Linked DNA regions of Mus musculus: all the other regions are linked to region 3. The links are chromatin contacts, called in public HiChIP or PLAC-seq and promoter capture Hi-C maps. All regions are on one chromosome and are shown on one strand. Each heading gives the region's core, a stretch centred on a gene start, on an enhancer-like site or on the middle of the called end of the contact. The rest is flanking DNA. Distances are from core to core; before and after follow the strand shown.

Evidence for each region. Promoter capture Hi-C pulls out the DNA fragments that hold promoters and counts their contacts. HiChIP or PLAC-seq counts read pairs in DNA pulled down with a chosen protein or histone mark. Capture Hi-C pulls out chosen DNA fragments and counts their contacts.
Region 1: a contact with region 3 is called in a promoter capture Hi-C map of liver, with 2.0 times the contacts expected there. The contact joins the promoter of 1700003D09Rik here to the promoter of Kpnb1 in region 3. A contact is called at or near these places in 1 of 39 promoter capture datasets (pre-B cells), 1 of 484 Hi-C or Micro-C datasets (erythroblasts) and 1 of 9 other capture datasets (liver).
Region 2: a promoter capture Hi-C map of pre-B cells shows a contact between it and region 3, with 3 times the contacts expected there. The contact joins the promoter of Atp5g1 here to the promoter of Kpnb1 in region 3. A contact is called at or near these places in 3 of 39 promoter capture datasets (hippocampal neurons, liver and pre-B cells) and 1 of 484 Hi-C or Micro-C datasets (CD4 T cells).
Region 4: a promoter capture Hi-C map of liver shows a contact between it and region 3, with 4 times the contacts expected there. The contact joins the promoter of Cdk12 here to the promoter of Kpnb1 in region 3. A contact is called at or near these places in 6 of 39 promoter capture datasets (the C10 cell line, cranial neural crest, embryonic stem cells and 3 more), 3 of 484 Hi-C or Micro-C datasets (B cells, CD4 T cells and nephron progenitors), 6 of 115 datasets of contacts at active chromatin or transcription factors (embryonic brain, embryonic stem cells, kidney and 1 more) and 1 of 9 other capture datasets (liver).
Region 5: an H3K4me3 HiChIP or PLAC-seq map of embryonic stem cells shows a contact between it and region 3, with 5 times the contacts expected there. The contact joins the enhancer-like site here to the promoter of Kpnb1 in region 3. A contact is called at or near these places in 2 of 39 promoter capture datasets (hippocampal neurons and liver), 2 of 484 Hi-C or Micro-C datasets (both in embryonic stem cells) and 4 of 115 datasets of contacts at active chromatin or transcription factors (embryonic stem cells, extraembryonic endoderm stem cells and large pre-B cells).

What each region holds. Positions count from the first base shown.
Region 1 is chr11:98,356,417-98,359,704 of GRCm38.p6, reverse strand. It overlaps 1700003D09Rik (RIKEN cDNA 1700003D09 gene), which reads left to right and starts at 1,422. Exons shown (of 3, transcript NR_045477.1): 1 at 1,422-1,468. It overlaps Ppp1r1b (protein phosphatase 1, regulatory inhibitor subunit 1B), which reads right to left. Exons shown (of 7, transcript NM_144828.2): 6 at 2,758-2,880; 7 at 1,909-2,672. The coding sequence ends at 2,635. Stard3 (START domain containing 3) reads right to left here and starts at 1,337. Exons shown (of 15, transcript NM_021547.3): 1 at 1,197-1,337.
Region 2 is chr11:96,074,117-96,077,297 of GRCm38.p6, reverse strand. It overlaps Atp5g1 (ATP synthase, H+ transporting, mitochondrial F0 complex, subunit C1 (subunit 9)), which reads left to right and starts at 1,667. Exons shown (of 5, transcript NM_001161419.1): 1 at 1,667-1,741; 2 at 2,265-2,311. The coding sequence starts at 2,273.
Region 3 is chr11:97,185,914-97,189,173 of GRCm38.p6, reverse strand. Kpnb1 (karyopherin (importin) beta 1) reads left to right here and starts at 1,282. Exons shown (of 22, transcript NM_008379.3): 1 at 1,282-1,628; 2 at 1,727-1,785. The coding sequence starts at 1,589.
Region 4 is chr11:98,201,822-98,205,280 of GRCm38.p6, reverse strand. Cdk12 (cyclin-dependent kinase 12) reads right to left here and starts at 1,976. Exons shown (of 14, transcript NM_001109626.1): 1 at 871-1,976. The coding sequence starts at 1,913. Gm38963 (a long non-coding RNA gene) reads left to right here and starts at 2,651. Exons shown (of 4, transcript XR_880193.2): 1 at 2,651-2,750.
Region 5 is chr11:96,048,320-96,051,748 of GRCm38.p6, reverse strand. It overlaps Ube2z (ubiquitin-conjugating enzyme E2Z), which reads left to right. Exons shown (of 7, transcript NM_172300.3): 6 at 1-15; 7 at 1,335-3,429. The coding sequence ends at 1,505. Among named protein-coding and RNA genes, the nearest start is that of Snf8, 15 kb to the right of the region's middle. Within about 2 kb of position 1,573, at least 13 of the 459 cell types and tissues checked have an H3K27ac peak or open chromatin away from gene starts, as enhancers often do. A contact at or near this core is called in embryonic stem cells, where this site is marked.

The DNA.
Region 1 (3,288 bases), core at 173-2,672, 1.2 Mb before region 3:
GGTGGGCAGTGTGGAGATGGTGCTCTCTGAGCAGGACTCCTGAAGGATACATCAGGAGGAGGCCCAGCAGATCAGAGAGGAAAGAGGTGCTGCTATATACACGAAGAACCCTATGTGAGCCAGGCACATCTTACAGTAAACAAGCACACAGTCGTTTCCCCACAGGCAATGGGAAGCAAGCAAGTGACATAACCAGACTCGTGATATAAAAGTCTGCAAGAGCTAGATTCTGAAGACTTGCCTGCAAGCAATTAGGACCACAAGCTGCTGGAAATGTCCAGAGACACGTCAACAAGGGTAGTGACAGAGAAGGTTCAGGGAGTTAGCTATACTGGCACCTCTGAGCAAACAGGGTTAAAAGATGTTAAGGCAATTCCGGAGTTTTTCTCCTGGATAAGACAAGAGTGGAAGGATAAATTTACAGAGAAAAGATCAGCTCACGTTTGAAACCTGTGAGATCATCCCAAAGTGAAGGTATCCCATAGGCATAATTGACAGGCAGCTAATTTGGAGCCCAGGAAGGGGATGTGCTGCTATCGTCCATCTGAATATTCAGTGAACGTGAACTTGATGCGACAACAGTGGATGAGGCCATCCAGGATCAATGCACAGTGAGGCGGGTTGGGCCAGCGTGAACGTAAAGAGATTCTTCTGCCCTCTTGTCAGAGAGGTAAGAGGAAAAATCAGGAAATATTGGGGAGTCAAAGGGTGGAAGTATGTCAGGAATGAAAGCCAACAGTAGCAAGCACTTCTGAGAAGAGTTTAAAGAGCCTTCTTTCTGATATCGTTGGGAAGCTATGCGTGGATGTTTCCAACGGAAGTTGTGGGAAACAGCGGGTGGCAGAGAGGCAGCCGATTAGTATGTTTTTCCCTGAGTCTGGCCCCTTCCCACACCCAATTCTGTCCCCCATAATACTTAGATACCGACTCCTTGCCTCTCCTCTTACTATAAAGAAGGCTTAGGAAAGCGGCCGCAGACGTCCTCCGGACCCTCTCGGGTAAAGACCAAGACACCCCCTCCCCAGCCCTGCGCGCGCAGCAGCGAGTGGAGAGGAAGGGGGCGGAACCCGGAGCGCGAGGGGTGTGGGCTGGGTCGGACCGAACCAAAGACGGACACCGGGCAGGAAAGCGGGATCCGTCGGGTAGAGACAGCTCTTGTACCACCGCCCGGTGCCTGCGACCGCCGCACAACCCACCTGCTTCATGTCACCACGGCCCCCACTCTTCCTGCCTCAGCCGCAGTCCCGCTCCACGGCCTGGCAACTCCTCAGAGCGGAAGGAGAGCTCCCGGCGGCGCTACTTCCGCCGCTGAGCCCGTCCCCCCCGAGCCCGCCCCCAAAGCCAACCCGCCCCCCCGAGCCCGCCCCCAAAGCCAATCGGGATTCGTGTGACCCTGAAGCTCCGCCCCGGTCCGCCCCTCTCTCGGAGACGAGGTCCGGAAGCGGAGCCACAACCGAAGTTAAACTGTGTAAGACCGTGCAGGAGCAAGGGATAAAACCCCAGGGTGTCTTGGTTATTAGATCATACAGGCCTGACACTGTGGAGTGAAGGGGAACTGTGTGAGGGCCGATTTGTGAGCACAAGTCCCTTGGAGAAATCCATTTTTCGTTTTTGAGACGTTCTCAGGTTGGCCACGAACTCAGCCTTCCAAGTTCTGAGATTACTGACGCGCAGCACCACATCCATCACACATATTTAAAGGACCTTTGTTCTCCCCTGGCTTTTAGCCATCTCCCTCAGGAGCTAGTATGTCTGCCATGCGTATAGCCTGCAGGAAAGGCTCCTTCCTGGGAAGGGCTGGACACGAGAGGCAAGATCCTGACCCTAAGATAACCACCATTTTTCCTGTCAGAACATACCATTACTTCCCGGTCTCTCCTCCCTCCCCTGAAAGAGGAGTCTCAGGACAATTATTTACAAAGATTTATTACAGCGTAGGAGGGGTTCAGGCCTAGAGTAAGGGAAGAAGGGGAAGGGAACCAAGTTGCTGGAGGACAAGGAGAACCAGGCTCCCCCCACTGTGTGGCCCCCTAAGGACAGATAGTAAGTGCATTCCTGGCACCAAAGCACAAACAAAACGCAGCAAGCAGCCTCTGCCAGTCCATCTTGCAGGCACCCAGCAGGAATGGGATACTAAGGGAGGGACATGTTGAGGCTCTGCAAAGAATGCGTGAGACCTGAGCCCTGGTTGAAGTCTATGAGAGGGTTGGGGACTCAACGCCCACCACTGGTAGGGGAAGGAGGAGATCTCAGGGCACCTGTAGGCTCTCAGTACCTCCTTTCCCCAGATCTTAGGACCTGCCCTGTGGGTCTCCTGTGCCCAGGGGAGAGAATCTGGAGAGGGAGGGGACTTGTGGAGAATAAATGGTTGTTTATGGCCTTCTGGGGTTTCCAGTGTGGGCTCTCTCACCTCCCTACTCCCACCGGGTAAATAGAAGAATGACTGGCAGGGAAAGGCATTGGGGACTCTGGGCTTCAGCCAAAGCAAACAGAGACCAGCCTTAGTCTTCTAAAAGTCAGAAGCCGCAGCCCTAGCAGGTGAAAGACAGGGTACAAAGGAGGGTGGGGACAGAGTGGGTTTCTGGGGAACACTTCCTCCTGGGAGATACAGGGCTCTGAGCTTATGTGCCAGGCTCAGGGGGGGCTGGGATGCTGAGGTTCCTCTCCAGGCTCTGAAAGACAAATAAAGAGGACTCAAGGCCAGGCTTGGCCCATGAGGTTCCCACCCACCTCCCCAGCCCACACTCCAAAGCTCACCACTTAGTGTTGCTCTGCCTTCCACTTGGTCCTCAGAGTTTCCATCTCTCTGGGGCTCATCCAGAGGAGGTGGGCGCTCCCAGGGCCCCTCCAGACCCCGGCCACAAGTAGGCTTCTGCCCCACTGAAAGAGAGGGCATACATACATAGGCTGAGTGCCCCTCTGGTGCTCTCTGATGGCTTGAGGTTGAGCTTCTGAGACATCCATTGCTGCATAACGGGCAGAACACTGGCCTGGACTTCTGTCCCCGTGATTGTAACTTAGTTCATGGGCACTTTTCCAAAGGAAATATTATGTAAGAAGATCGGTGTAGATTACCTTAGATAATACCTTCTGGGAAGCTGGGTGTGGAGGCTTACACTAAAAATGCAGCCATCAGGAGGCTGAAGCAGGAGGATTGCTTTGAATTCAAGGTCATTGATTAAGATTGAGGTGCACTGTTAAGATTCGGGCCAACCTGGATTGCAGAATGAGATCCTATACTCTCAAGAGGCCCAGAACTGGTCTCCAGAGTTATTCCGGAATTCGGGA
Region 2 (3,181 bases), core at 418-2,917, 1.1 Mb after region 3:
GGGCTTCAAAGAGGGACCCTGTCTCAAAAAAGCAGAAGCAACGACACAGGTCTTTAATGTTCATTCTTTTTGTTTGTTTGTGTTTTGTTTTTTGAGACAGGGTTTCTCTGTGTAGCCCCTGGCTGTCCTGGAATTCACTTTGTAGACCAGCCTGGCCTTGAACTCAGAAATCCACCTACCTCTGCCTCCCAAGTGCTGGGACTACAGGCGTGTGCCACCACTGCCCGGCATTCATTCTGTTTTTATCAGAACCTTTGCAGGACATTATTTATTTAGTGCAGGTTCCTAGAAGTGTTAATACTGACTCAAGGAGGGTGGAGCATTTAAAGGTCCTCAGTTACTCAAGAATTACTGGGTCAAAGAGGATGGCTCATTCATAGCATTTCAAATAAAAAGTATTGCCAAACTGCTTTCCAGGAAGGTTTTCTAATTCACTAGTGAATGGTTACTGCAGTCCTGTTTTTCTGTCCCTACCCTTTGTGCTTGTGTGCATACACATGTGGTTTTGTTTGTTTCTTTGTTGTTGCTGGTTTTTTGAGACAGGGTTTCCTCTATATAGCCCTGGCTGTCCTGGAACTCACTTTGTAGACCAGGCTGGTCTCGAACTCAGAAATCTGCCTGCATCTGCCTCCCAAGTGCTGGGATTAAAGGTGTGCGCCACCACTGGCCGGCATTGTTTTGTCGTTTTAAGCCAGGTTTTGCTACTTACTCCAGACTGGCCTGGAGCAAGTGCTCCGTCTTCCTGCCTTAGCCTTCCGATGTCTGAAATTACAAGCATGCACCACCTGAATTCTTTGCACGCTTCATCCTACCAATTATTATTTTCGTTTTAGAGTTCTCCCCACTCCCAATACAATTGTCTAGCCCTACCTTGTTTTTTTTACCTAAACTCAAGAAGCTTAGTCTGGCCTTGAACTCCTGACTTTCCTGTCTCCTAAGCACCTGCCAAGTGCTAAAATTTCGGGTACGAAATAGCAAGCCTGGTTTTAATTGTATTTTGTTGAGTTTTTTTTTTCCACCATTCAACTTGTGAGTCCATGTTGACTGACTACTGACAGACCCACAAGAGCACGCTCACTACTTAGAAGTTTTCCAGCCTGCCTTAATACTTGGACGAAAATGGGGGTTTTTACAAATCACGATGGTGGAAGGTACTGTAAAGGCGTCGGCTCTCCTTGCCAGGAAGCAACATCTCGCGGGATGTCGGTGGTCCTTGAGTCCTTGGACAGGACTACAAGGCCCAACATGCAATGCGCCCCAAGGTCCAAGCGGCCGAATGAAGGCCTGGAGCCCTTATCACGTGTCAGCTTGCGTCAAGCGGCCGGTTGTCACTCCCACGCTTTTTTCTTCCGCTTGCACCTTGGTCGCCATTTTGTGTTGAAGGTTGTAGAACCTCTGAGTCTCGTCGACTCTATGGTCAAGCATTTCGGGATTCGACCAATCGTAACCCCGAACTCGGAAAAAGAACCCGCCTTTATCCGCAAGGAGGCGGGAATTGCCACGAAGCTCCTGTGGAGAGAGAGGAAGAAGCTGAAGAAGACCAATAAGAAGGATGGAGTTGATGACGCCAGCCAATTGGAACGTGGAGAGATAACGACCAATGGGAGTGAAGGGACTCCGAACACGTGGGTGGGGGAGCTGAGCGCTCAGACCAAGGGCTAAAGCTGGGAGGTGAGTCAGTCACCTTGAGCAGGGAGTGTGCTGTGGGCCGAGCAGGGGCTGCAGGGGAGTGGGAGTGCAGGTGACTTGGGGCTGGGAGACAGGGGTCCGCAAGGCCGTGGGTTGTGCCACGTGGAGCACCATTTGCCTCCAGGGATAGGGAAGGAGGACTAGAGTCTTTAAGCCTTATCAATTAATGTTAATTACCAACGGTAATGAGCGATAAACGGCCGCTGGGGAGAGTAGGGGACAGCAGTGTAACTTGGGCAGGATCCTGCACGACGTCTGCCAGTTTCTGCCTCCGGTCTTCCCGGGAGACCATTCCTTTTCGCAACATTTCCCTCTTGGGGCCTGAGCCACCTCCTTTTATTTCCGATCTCGGTTGCTGTCCTTCTGCAGACCCGCTGCGCAGAGAGTGGTTGACCCCGGAATCTGCTCTGTCCTTCTGACCTCTAATGCCCTCCTTAGCTGGGGTATAGGAAGAGGGTTGGGGGGAACGATTGGAGGTGGATGGGGACAACAGGAGGTTGCCAGTATAAGCAGACACCCGGGCTTTCATAGGAATTACGGTTTTTTTTTTTTTTCTTTTCTCCCCCTTCTTGCAGATTGAAAAATGCAGACCACCAAGGCACTGCTCATTTCTCCAGCTCTGGTAAGCGGAAGCTCCGGGTTTCCCTATAGTGCCGGGTATGGTATGGGAGCAATCATGTTTAATGAATGGACTAAGAGGGGCTGGCGTTCCGTGATGATGATGATGGCTATTGGCGGAGGGTATAGGAGCTGTTGCAGGTAACCTATGTTTATTCAGGCCTGTAAACCAAGCCGTCGTGGCTTTCTGAGCGTCCTCAGATAAGCTAGAGCTGACCTTTTATTACAGTCCTGGGTTGGCTGTAGCCAGACAGCCGGAAAACAGTTTTTCTCAACCTCGGCTGCGTGTTCAGTTCATCTGGAAAGCCTAATGCTTCTACTGCCCAGACTGCTCCTCAGACCAATTGCATCAGACTGAGAATGAAGGTGGAACCCCTAAGCAATTTTGGTAGAATGCCCCAGGTGATGCCAATGTTCTGCCAAGCCTGAGAGTCATTGTACTGAATAATGTGTCAAGCAATCCGTGTCACTGGGAGCTTTCCTAAGATGGCTGTTCTGGGAGTCAAACCAGGCTTCCTGGCCCGCTGCCTGAAGGATATATGTTGCTGTGAATGCATCTTAGTAAATCTCTCCCCTTGATTGCCTTTTGTTACCTCAACAACTGACTGGATGTTTGGGTCTTACTCTATTCTGGGAAACTGATTAGGTCTGTGCCCTTGGAAATGGACTTTGGTATCCGGTTTGGTTTGGGTTTGGTTCTGAGGATTGACCCCCGGGTCTTGTGAGTGCTCCCCAGCCTAGTGCATTATATCAAATGGTGATTGCTGCCACCCTGGGCTCCCACAGACTATCAGCATAGCTGTCTCCGATGTAGACGGACCTGAGAAAATAAGTTAATTGACCTTGAAATTGATTGGACTGATTGTGACAAACT
Region 3 (3,260 bases), core at 33-2,532:
ACTAAATCCCAAGTTTCCAAAGTGTGGCTAGTGTAGGGCAATTTCTTTACACCTTAAAAACAATACAATTTACATGCTATTTTGACCCATATGCTCCTAATCCCCCCATGACTTGCAGCTGGGTATCCAAATGAGGGGAGGGGAATGTTAAGCAACTATATGCAACGTATTTTTATCTTGTTTGTTGTATTTGTTTTTTGTTTTTGAAACAAGATCTCAGACTGTAGTTCAGGCTTCGGGATACTGAGATGGCAGGTGTGTCGCTACAGCTCGTCAATGCACACGTTCTTTATATAATACTACACAGATCTTGTAAACGAAGTCTGGACATCAAAGCTTTATGGGAACTGCTAAGTGGTCTAAGGACGCGCCTCCGCGAAACTTTGTTAACAGTCCAGGGCCCCGACGGGGTCTCCAAGGGCAATTAGGGGCGCCTGAAGCCAGCTCTGCTCGAGTCTGGAATGGGCTGTGTGACCTTGGACAGGCTCCACTCTCTCTCTGGGCTTCAGTTTGCAAATCCGCACGTTGGAAGGTGAACCACGTGGTTCTCATGGTCCGGTTCCGCACAGAGCGCGGCAGCAAGCCGACCTCACCATGAAGGCAGCTTCCTGTGGGCGCGGCGCAGGACTTTAACGGTTCCCGTCCCCGCCCCCTCCGAGGCCCGCGAAAGGCTCGCTTTCCGTACACCGCGGCGAGTGACGGCTCTCCGTAGCGCGCAGTCCGAGCCACTCGCGCGCAGCTCCGCCCCACCCCGGAGGCGTCCCGTCGTGCTCCGCGCCAGACTCCTAAGAGCCTGGGCGCCTCCCGCCTTTCCGCGCGGCGGCGACCCCGAACTCCTCGCTTCAGTTCTCCCGGCGCCCCGTCCTATCAACGTCCAGGATCCCAGCCAATCCGACGCGCCTGGAGCCTTTACCTTCCGCCCACCCTTCTCCCCGCGCACAGCCGGGCTGAGCCCGAAGGCCTTTACCGGGCCAGCCCAATCAGCGGCGCGCTCTTACCTGCCCCACCCCAGAGCCCCTCCCCTCGACCAATAAGCACGCCCCATCCCGCTGCCCGCCCAGCCAACCGGACCTTGAAGCCCGCAGGCCAATGGGCGCGTGGCGGCCCTTCAACGCTAGCCGTCCGGCCAATCGGGGGTTCCGCGTGGCCCCGGCCGTAGCCAATCGCTGGGCAGCGCGGTGCCGCCGCGGAGAGGTCCGGCAAGGATATCCCTCCGCCTCCCTCCCTCGATCTCTCTCCCTCCCTGCGATCCGCCTCTCACTCACTCACTGCCGCCCTTCCTTTCTCCCTCCGCCGCCCGAGCAGCAGCCGCGCTCCGAGCTGCCCCCGGGGTCCCTCCCCCGCCGCCAGAGGAGCAGCTGCTGCCGCCTAGCACATTAGGAGGGCGGAAGGAAGGAAGGAGAGCGGGGAGGAAGGGGAGCCGGAGCGCCTGGCCAGAGGCAGCCGGTGAATGGGCTTGTGGTGACCCCCACCCCCCACCCCACCCTCCCTTCCCACCCGACCCCCAACCCCCATCCCCAGTCGGAGCCGCCGCCCGACAGGCCGGGCCGCCGTCTTGCGAGGAGTCCCCGCCGCCGTCACCTCCGCCATGGAGCTCATAACCATCCTCGAGAAGACCGTGTCTCCGGGTAGGACTCGGGGCCGGGGGGTCGGGCCGAGGTGACCGGGGTGGGGGAGGGGGTGGCCCCTCTGACCCCGCTGCCTCTCCCCCCATCTCTCCCGGCAGATCGGCTGGAGCTGGAAGCGGCGCAGAAGTTCCTCGAGCGTGCGGCCGTGGAGAATCTGGTGCGTGCCGCCCCGCCGCGCCCCATCCCGCCGCGTCCCCATCCCTGCGTGCGGCCCTTCCCGCCCTCCTGGAGGCCCAGGCCTCAGGAACCCACCCCGCCCCAGCTCGTCCCCCTACCCCCCCGCCCGGCCCAACCTAACCCCGCCATCGGGAAGCCGGTGGGTGTGTCCCGCCCCGAGCCCCGCGTCTGGCCAATAGCGAGGCGCGCCGGGGTGATCGCCGTCCAATCGCCACGCGGCCTGAGGGCGGCGGTGCTGCGGGAGGGAGAAAGAGGGAGGGAAGGGAAGTTAGGTTGCATGGCGCTGCGTGTTCAGCAAGGGTGGGGGTTGGGGAGCCGGGCCTAGGGGCCATGTGGAAGCTCTGCGCCCTGCCGCCTGCCTTGTACTGGCTGCGGCCGGCCTCTCCTTCCTGTCCCCTGGTTTTGAGGCAGTATGCAACTACTTCCCAGAGCCCTACCCTTCCCCAGCTCCCTTGGTCTGTGCTCATGGCCACGCCTGGCACCCGACCACCTCTGGACCCATTGCCACAATTTTTTTCTTTTTCTTGCCCATTATTATCCCATTCCTGGTCTAAGTGCACGAATGTTCTGTTTGGACTTAGGTTTTCAGAGAACTCATCTTTAAGGATCTCAGGCTGAGGCTCATTTCTGAGATTGAGCCTATTCTCTGATAAATCACAAATGTAACCCCGTTTTTCATACTTTCGGATTTAAGAAGTACATTTGAGAAAAGAAAAAGTGACTGACTTTTGTATAGGAAAATGTGGGATTATTGAAGCAGCCTATTGCCAGAATGTTTCTCCTCTCCTTTTTGGGGGAAGGGGAGGGAAGCGTGGATGATATGGAAAGTCTCTTTAAAGGTAGGAAGTTTTAAAAAGTGAAAAAAAACATTGTAACCCAATGTCCTTTGTGAGAGCTTTGCAAAATAGTAACATCCATACAGCGACATATCTGATTTGTACTGACCACTTTTGGTGGAGAGGTAAGCGACTTGTGTTAAGGTTTTTTTATCTCACACCTTTCCAAGCATTTCCTTTTTAGTGTAGACTGAGAATTCTGCTCATAGTATATTCTTGGTTTTGCTTTTGCTACTTTGCAAGAAGCCCTTTTTCCTGCTCCTAACTCTTCAGTGGCACAGAATAGAAATTGGAGAATTGTGTTCTGAGCCTACTGTAGAGTTTGCTTACATTGAGAATTATCTCCTGTGTTTGAAGAGTTTGCTAACACTAAAAAAAGTGTCTACTTTGGCCTTCTATAACATTCCTGATTGGACAGATTACGTACAGGCCCACCCCCCTGTGTGTGCCTCTGTATGCTCAGAAAGAGGAAGGGGGGTGTTATAGATGATTATCTTTTGGACCTGTATTTCAAAACATAGATTTTTGGATGATTCATTGTTAGTTCACATTAGGTCCAAAACACCATAGGCTCCCTGGTATGTTCTGCTTCTAAATGAAGCCAGTTTTTTTTTTTTTT
Region 4 (3,459 bases), core at 727-3,226, 1.0 Mb before region 3:
ACTAATCTTCACAAGAGCCTTGAAGTAGGTAGTTTTTATTCCTATCTTCCAAATGAAGAAACTCTGGTATGGAAAAATTAAATAATTTGCCGTAGTTCACAAAAAAAAGTATTAAGATTCTACTCAGATAATATACAGCTCCTGTTCTGTTGTTGTGGACAGAGATGGGTCTATACATGAGACAGGATAGATAATTTCATAGATAATTTCAAATTAACAATCTTTCTTACAAAAATAGCAAGCCGAAGGCATTATTAGCACATATTTCAAAGAAAATTTTGAAAACTACCAGTGTTTCAACACTAAGTAAGTGGTCAACATTGGTACTGTAAACAAATCTCAATCACTTTTTGCTAAACTCTATCAAAAAGTACTCTCGTTATCTTAATTTTCACTTAACAGTTAAAAGACAGGACTTTTCAGAAGTAAAACAGTGATAACTATAGACTTGGGAACATGGTAGACAAAATTGATTACGATAACTTATGCAAACAGTAGAAACGAAAATTTGTAACTTCTTAAAATTCTCTTGTGAGTTCCAATAAAGTTTAAGCACTGGTATCAACACGACTTACAAAATTTTAAGACAAAGCAACAAACAGCTAAACGAGTTCTGAAGACTATGCACCCGCTAGGTAGAAGCAAGTTCTCACAGCTGAAAGTTCTCCATTACTGCAAAGTACCTTACCTACCTTGCTTGAATAGTTGGAGGCACTTGGAATGTTTACTTCTCAATTGGGCGAGGGGAAAGCCAAACTTACCTAAATGACTTGTCAAAGAAGAACACTGAAAGCTTTAACAAAATGTTAAAGACTCATTTTCAATTCCTCCCAACCGACCCTACCTTAGGAAGGACAGACAACAGCTCACCTGGGGAGTGGACTCCGACTCAGAGACCTCTTGCTCAGGAAAGGGCTGCTTGATCGCCTTCGGCCATAGGGGCTGGGTGATCTCCCGCTGTAAGAGCCGCTCCTTTCATAGCTGGAGGACCGTCTCCGGCTATAGGGACTCACAGACCTCTGTCGTCGGCTGTAAGGACTGGGTGACCGAGTGCTGGACTGGTAAGCAGAAGGCTCTTTGTAAGGTGGGCTGATTGACTGCCTTCTTGAGGTACTTCCAGGACTCTTCTTGTAGGAGTCATAGTTGCTAGAAGTGTGAGACCTTGGGGGGCTAAGATCGTAGTCTTGGCCATAAGAAGCTCCGGAAGGGCTGTCATCTTGCTTGGAACTGTCAGACCATTTCCTATGGGGACTCCTGGATCTCCGTTTAGGGCTAGCCACGGTTTTGTAACTTTTGGGTGTTTCCCTTTTCCGATGACTTTTACTCCGGTCCTTGTATCCAGACTTTAACTCTCGCTCTTTGCGGGTCTTCTCCTTGTGCATTTTGGACGACCTGGATTCCTTGCTGCCGCTTTTGGATAGCTGGGCCTTCCCATAATCATCACTCCCCTCCACGGACCGTTTGGAACTGCCCGATACCCGGTCCTTCATAGATCCAGATTTGGAGACTTCCTGATTTTTTTCCTTTTCCGTCTGTTTAGTTTTTAGCAAGTCTCGGGACCGCCGGTGCTGGTGGTGACGATGTCGGTGCAGGCGATCGCTCCGATCCGTTCCCCGACGTTCCTCGTTCTCCCTCCGGTCTGATTTGAAGGCCGTGTCATCGGAGAAGGTGTCTGAATCAGAGCTGATGTCATCGTACTCCACCAGTGGTTTGATTATGGTACCCAAAGATGCCGCTTCGGGGGTCACCAGCCCCACGTCTTTGGAGTGCTTGGACTTATGCCGCTTGTGCTTCGACACCAAGCGGTGACGCTCCCTGCTGTTGGAGCTGCCACCTCCCGATGACGGCTGCGAAGTTCCAGAAGCTCCTCCGCTCCCGTCCTTCTTGCCCCCATGTCTCTCGGAATTGGGCATTCCCTTTCCCCGGGCCTGAAGCAGGGGAAAAAGTTCCCCGGCGCTCCAAAAAGCCCCACCCTCCCCCCCAGCCCCGACTCCACGCCCCCCGAAGAGCCCCTAGACGGGGGTGGGGAGGGCAGGGACCGCAGGCGAGGCTCCTCCTCCCTCTCGCCGCCTCAGCGCCCTCCTACATGAGGTGGGGGGTGAAGGAGAGAGGGAAGAAACCAAGAGTTCCTCGGCACGGGAGGAGCGCGACGCCGGGAGCTGCTCGAGTCCGCCCCTCACGGCCGCCCACCCCCGCCGAGCCGATATTCGGGCCCGCGAGCCCTGGCGCTCAAGGAAGTAGGAAGGCGTCCGCCGGAGCCTGTGGGGCCGACGGCGGCTCTGGAGCCCCGGGAGGACTACGCAGGCCCTTCCCCTACCCGGTCGCCCGGCTCGGGGCGGCTGGCTTCCTGTCGCCAGGCCTCCGCGGCCTAGGTTGCCTCAGCTCCCCCCCTTTGTCCCTCGTGCCTGAGGGAGCCCCCTTCGCTAGCCTCCGCCTCACACCGACACCTCACAGCCACATCTCACTCCCTCGCCCAGACTCACTCACACACTAGATTAAACCGAAACGGCACTAGAGGGGGAGGGGGAGGGGCGAATGCCGCAAGTATCGCGAGACTCCGCTGGACTCCCGCGATACTTGGCGCTTCCCTTTTCACCTCGACACATTCCTTCACCAGAAAACGCGAGAACGGGACCCAAGCCGCAAACGCAGCCCGTTAGATTCTCGCGATACTTTTCCAACTCCCCCTTTTGGGGGGCTTTATAGGAGCGGAAGTTGCGGAGATTACCTTTAAAATTTAAACCTAAATGGTAATTCTTTGATTAAATATCCCCAGGTTCCGGTGGGGATGGGTCTTAGCACAGCTTGTAAGAAGTCTTTTGATTTAATAGGGTTTAAAAAAAAAAAAAAAAACAAGGGACAAGTGAACATTGGGGACATTACAGCGCAAGTTTGAATATTGGGGATTCTGGTAGGGCTTGGGTTTCTGAGACAGGGTTTCTCTGAGTAGCCTTGGCTGTCCTGGAACTCACTCTGTAGACCAGGCTGGCCTCGAACTCAGAAATCCGCCTGCCTCTGCCTCCGGAGTGCTGCGATTAAGGGCATGGAGCACGCACCACCACCGCCCTGCTTTAAGTCTGAATGTGCAAACAACGCTTGGTACTGCGGAATTTGCTGAGTTTAGGCGTTTTGCATTCATTTTCTCTGCCCTCACACCCATGGGACACTGTCCTCATTGCGAATTTACAGGCAAGGACTCCCGGATTCAGGGGGGCTAGTCAGTAGAAAGGTTAGAGTGCCAAAGTTGGGGGAAATGTCAGGATGTCTTACAGCACGTTCTTAGTAACCCAGGCTGGACTCCCAGTTGTGGCTATTCAGCCTCAGCCGTTTCTCGACTGCTGGGATGTTTTACCATAACAAACGTCCAGTTTCTACAAACAGAGAAGACAATGAGACTCGGGGAAAAAAACGTGTCTAAGCCTATGTGCACTACCTTCAGGAAGTGCCAGTTGTAACGTC
Region 5 (3,429 bases), core at 324-2,823, 1.1 Mb after region 3:
GGCCAAACTATGCAGGTAATATTGTCTCTCTCTCTCTCTCTCTTTTTTGTTTGTTTGTATTCAAAACAGGGTTGGTGATGCCTTCTCTTGTTGCTAATTCTAAGCCCCACACAGAGCATGGACAATCACCCTCACACAGGTTACACCCACATCTCATAAAATGTCACAAGTAGAGAGGAGGCCAGAGAAAAGACTAACTTGCTTAAGAACATGAAGAGATGGTTTCTAGTCATACTCAGAGTCAAGTAGGAATTATCTGTTCCAGAACATACATTATAAGCCTTTCCTTTCTAGGAGAGTCCTTTAAACTCTTATAAGAATATCTAGCCTGCTCAAAACATCAAGGGTGGTAAAACAGTCACTGTAGCGATTCTGTCCCTGACCCTAGGGGCTTACAGAGAAAGGTGACTTAGGGTAGCAGTCGTGCATAGTGCGATGTTGATTCCTGCTTTAGAGGTAGTAACTAGTTTATTCCCTACTGAGGAAGTGTGTTCTGGCTTCATATAAGAAAGAGTAGGGGCTGGACAGATGGCTCAGCGGTTAAGAGCACTGACTGCTCATTGGGAAATCCGTACTCTTGACTTTTACACCTATCTGTGACCTTAGAAAAGCAGAGTATCCTTTGTGTAGACAGAATATGGAGGGAGTTTATTTTCTTGAGTTTTCAGAGGTTGAAAACACAGGCCCTCAGGCCAGAGAGATGACTCAGCAGTTAAAAGCACAGGCTGCCTGATACAGCAGCTGTCTGTAACTTTTCTTCCTGGGGATCTGAATCTATCTTCTGGCATCTATGGGCACCTTACCACATGAGCTGCCTGTGCATGCATACATACATATATACATGTACATACATACATACATGTAGGCAATGTACTCATACGTATTAAATAAAATAGCTGGGCAGTGGTGATGCATGCCTTTAATCCCAGCACTTGGGAGGCAGAAGCAGGCGGATTTCTGAGTTCGAGGCCAGACTGGTCTACAGAATGATTTTCAGGACAGCAAAACCCTGTCTGGGGTGGGGGTGGGGGGTATTAAATAAAATCTAAAAAAAAAATTAAAAGGAAAGCACGGGCTCACCCAATGATTATGATATTTCATTGAATTTCCCCATATCCTCTTTTGCATATTGGCTTCTTTTCGGATTGCAAACCTATTTTAGTGTTAGCCCAAGCTAGACCTGTTTGGAGCTACTAGTAATACACTATTTTATTTGGAACCATTTGGACCACCTGTACTTCCTCTGTGCCAGAAGGTGAGCATGCATTTCAAAGCTATACTAGAGACTTAAATCTTACATCCCCTTGTGGATTTTTTATTTGTTTCTTCCACAGGACCCTTTTGGAGAGAAGCGGGGCCACTTTGACTACCAGTCCCTCTTGATGCGCCTCGGACTGATTCGACAGAAAGTGCTGGAAAGGCTCCATAATGAAAATGCTGAAATGGACTCTGATAGCAGCTCCTCTGGGACAGAGACAGACCTTCATGGGAGCCTGAGGGTCTAGACCCTGCTCCCCTGCCCCTCCCCCAACTCGAGAGTCCCAGCAGAGCCCCTCCCCTCGCCCCAGGGACGGAGAGGCACTGTGCATCTCCCTTCAAAGGTGTCCGCAAGGTGGCAAGAAGCAAGCAAGCTCAACCCCAGGGGGTGGGGGTGGGGCTGGTCCCAGTCTGACCTCTTTGGTGCTGGAGCACCTAGGGCAACAGTCAATCCTGGATCAGGGCCAGGGTACTTTTGTGAAAGTACCTGGAGTGATGGCCTCTGGCAAAGCTAAACAACCAACACACCTCTCTGCAGGGCCAGCTAATTAGGGATAGGAGAAGACAGAAAATGAGAACCCAAGAGGGAGCATGCCCAAGTGGTTTATAGGGATATCTGGGAGTTTGGGTGGGGGTGCTGTCCATGACACTTAAGCAGTCTGGTTGGTTATCTGTTTGTCTTCAGTCTTGAAGCAGGGCTTCCCAACACCCTTTTCTTCCCCTCCCCTATTTCCCATGGGCCAGCATAACTTTGTTTTTCCTAATTTATATAGTCACTGTTCTAGACAGACCAAAGACAAGGAACAGTGGTGGAGTCTGGGCTGCTGATCAGTAAGCTTTACCTAGCACCTGAGCACCTTCTCCCTCACACCATTTCCTCCGAATTTTAGGTTACAGGTAGAAGGTAAGCCAGCTGGAACTGAGCCCAGGTCTCTGTGAAGTCTGCATGGGCGTCAGGAAGCTGCTCACTGTGTCCCCACAATCACTGATTTGAAAGGTTCCCAGCACAGGCAGCTGCAGCCTGTGTGGGATTTGAGCCACTACATAAAATAGTCTCTTACAGATTGTCCTGAATAGTAGTCAATGAGGGTGGTTTTCTTGGGGTGGAGCACGGTAAGACTAATGCTAGTCCCTATTTTGTTTAGCTGTTACGTCTGTAGTCCCTGTCCTCCCTTCTGTCCTACCCCCATCCCTGGGGATTTGTGAGCATGGACAGCCAATGGCTCGAGGGATTGTGGCTGGGACTCTGGAGACTTCTCCCTTTATCTTTCCCTCTTTGTCACTGGAGCTGTTCCTTTCTTTGAATTTAGCTACAGTGACCCTTCAGCTGGTTGAGTAAGGATATGTGTTTTCAGTGGCTCTGGGTTAGAAGAACCTATCCTTCCCAGGTTGATACAGTTCACACTTTTCAGGGTTGCTGTTCTGGCTTCCAGTGGATGGTTAGTGATCCACATGATACAGGCCTTCTGGTCAGTGTCCAGCCCTGAGAAATGGAGAGAGCCACCTGCCCTGCCCGCTGCTATAAAGGTCTCTGACTTGTGGATCATGGGACTCCCTTGCAGAGATAGGGAGAAGATAGGGCACAAAGAGGGACCTCTTGGGAGGGCAGAAAGCAGAGAACTGGACAGGGACAGGTCACTTGGGGAGCAGTTTTGTTTTGGCTACATGGTGGCTGGGTCATGTGGAGGTTTGAAAGGGGACTCTGCTTCCAATTTCCCTCTTCCATTCCCAGAGCTAGTCCAGGGCTGAGGATGCCTTTGGTCTGTGGGTCCAGTGTTGTCTGTCATCCATTAAGTGTTCCCACTTTCAAGTGACAATCTTCTCCTTGGCCCTGCCATGGGGCAGAGCATGTCCGGCATAGCAGCCTGACTTTTATGCCCTGGTTTTAAGTTGAGGAAATATATGCACAGGAGTCAAAGAGATGTCTTTATATCTGACTGTACATAAATGAAGTTTTCTTTTTTTCCTTTTTGGTGCAATAAAGTTTGTTTTGGCAGAAGGAGGAAGCGCCTGTGGGTGTGGGAGGGTTTGTGTAAAGAAACGGAGTCACCTGGGCCAACCTGTCAGGAAGGAGTTTTTTGGCAGCTGAGTAGATGCATCTGTGGAAAGAACTACTTGTGGTGGGTTCCCTATCATTTGGAAGTGCAGGGCTATACTCTCAGCAGTCAATGA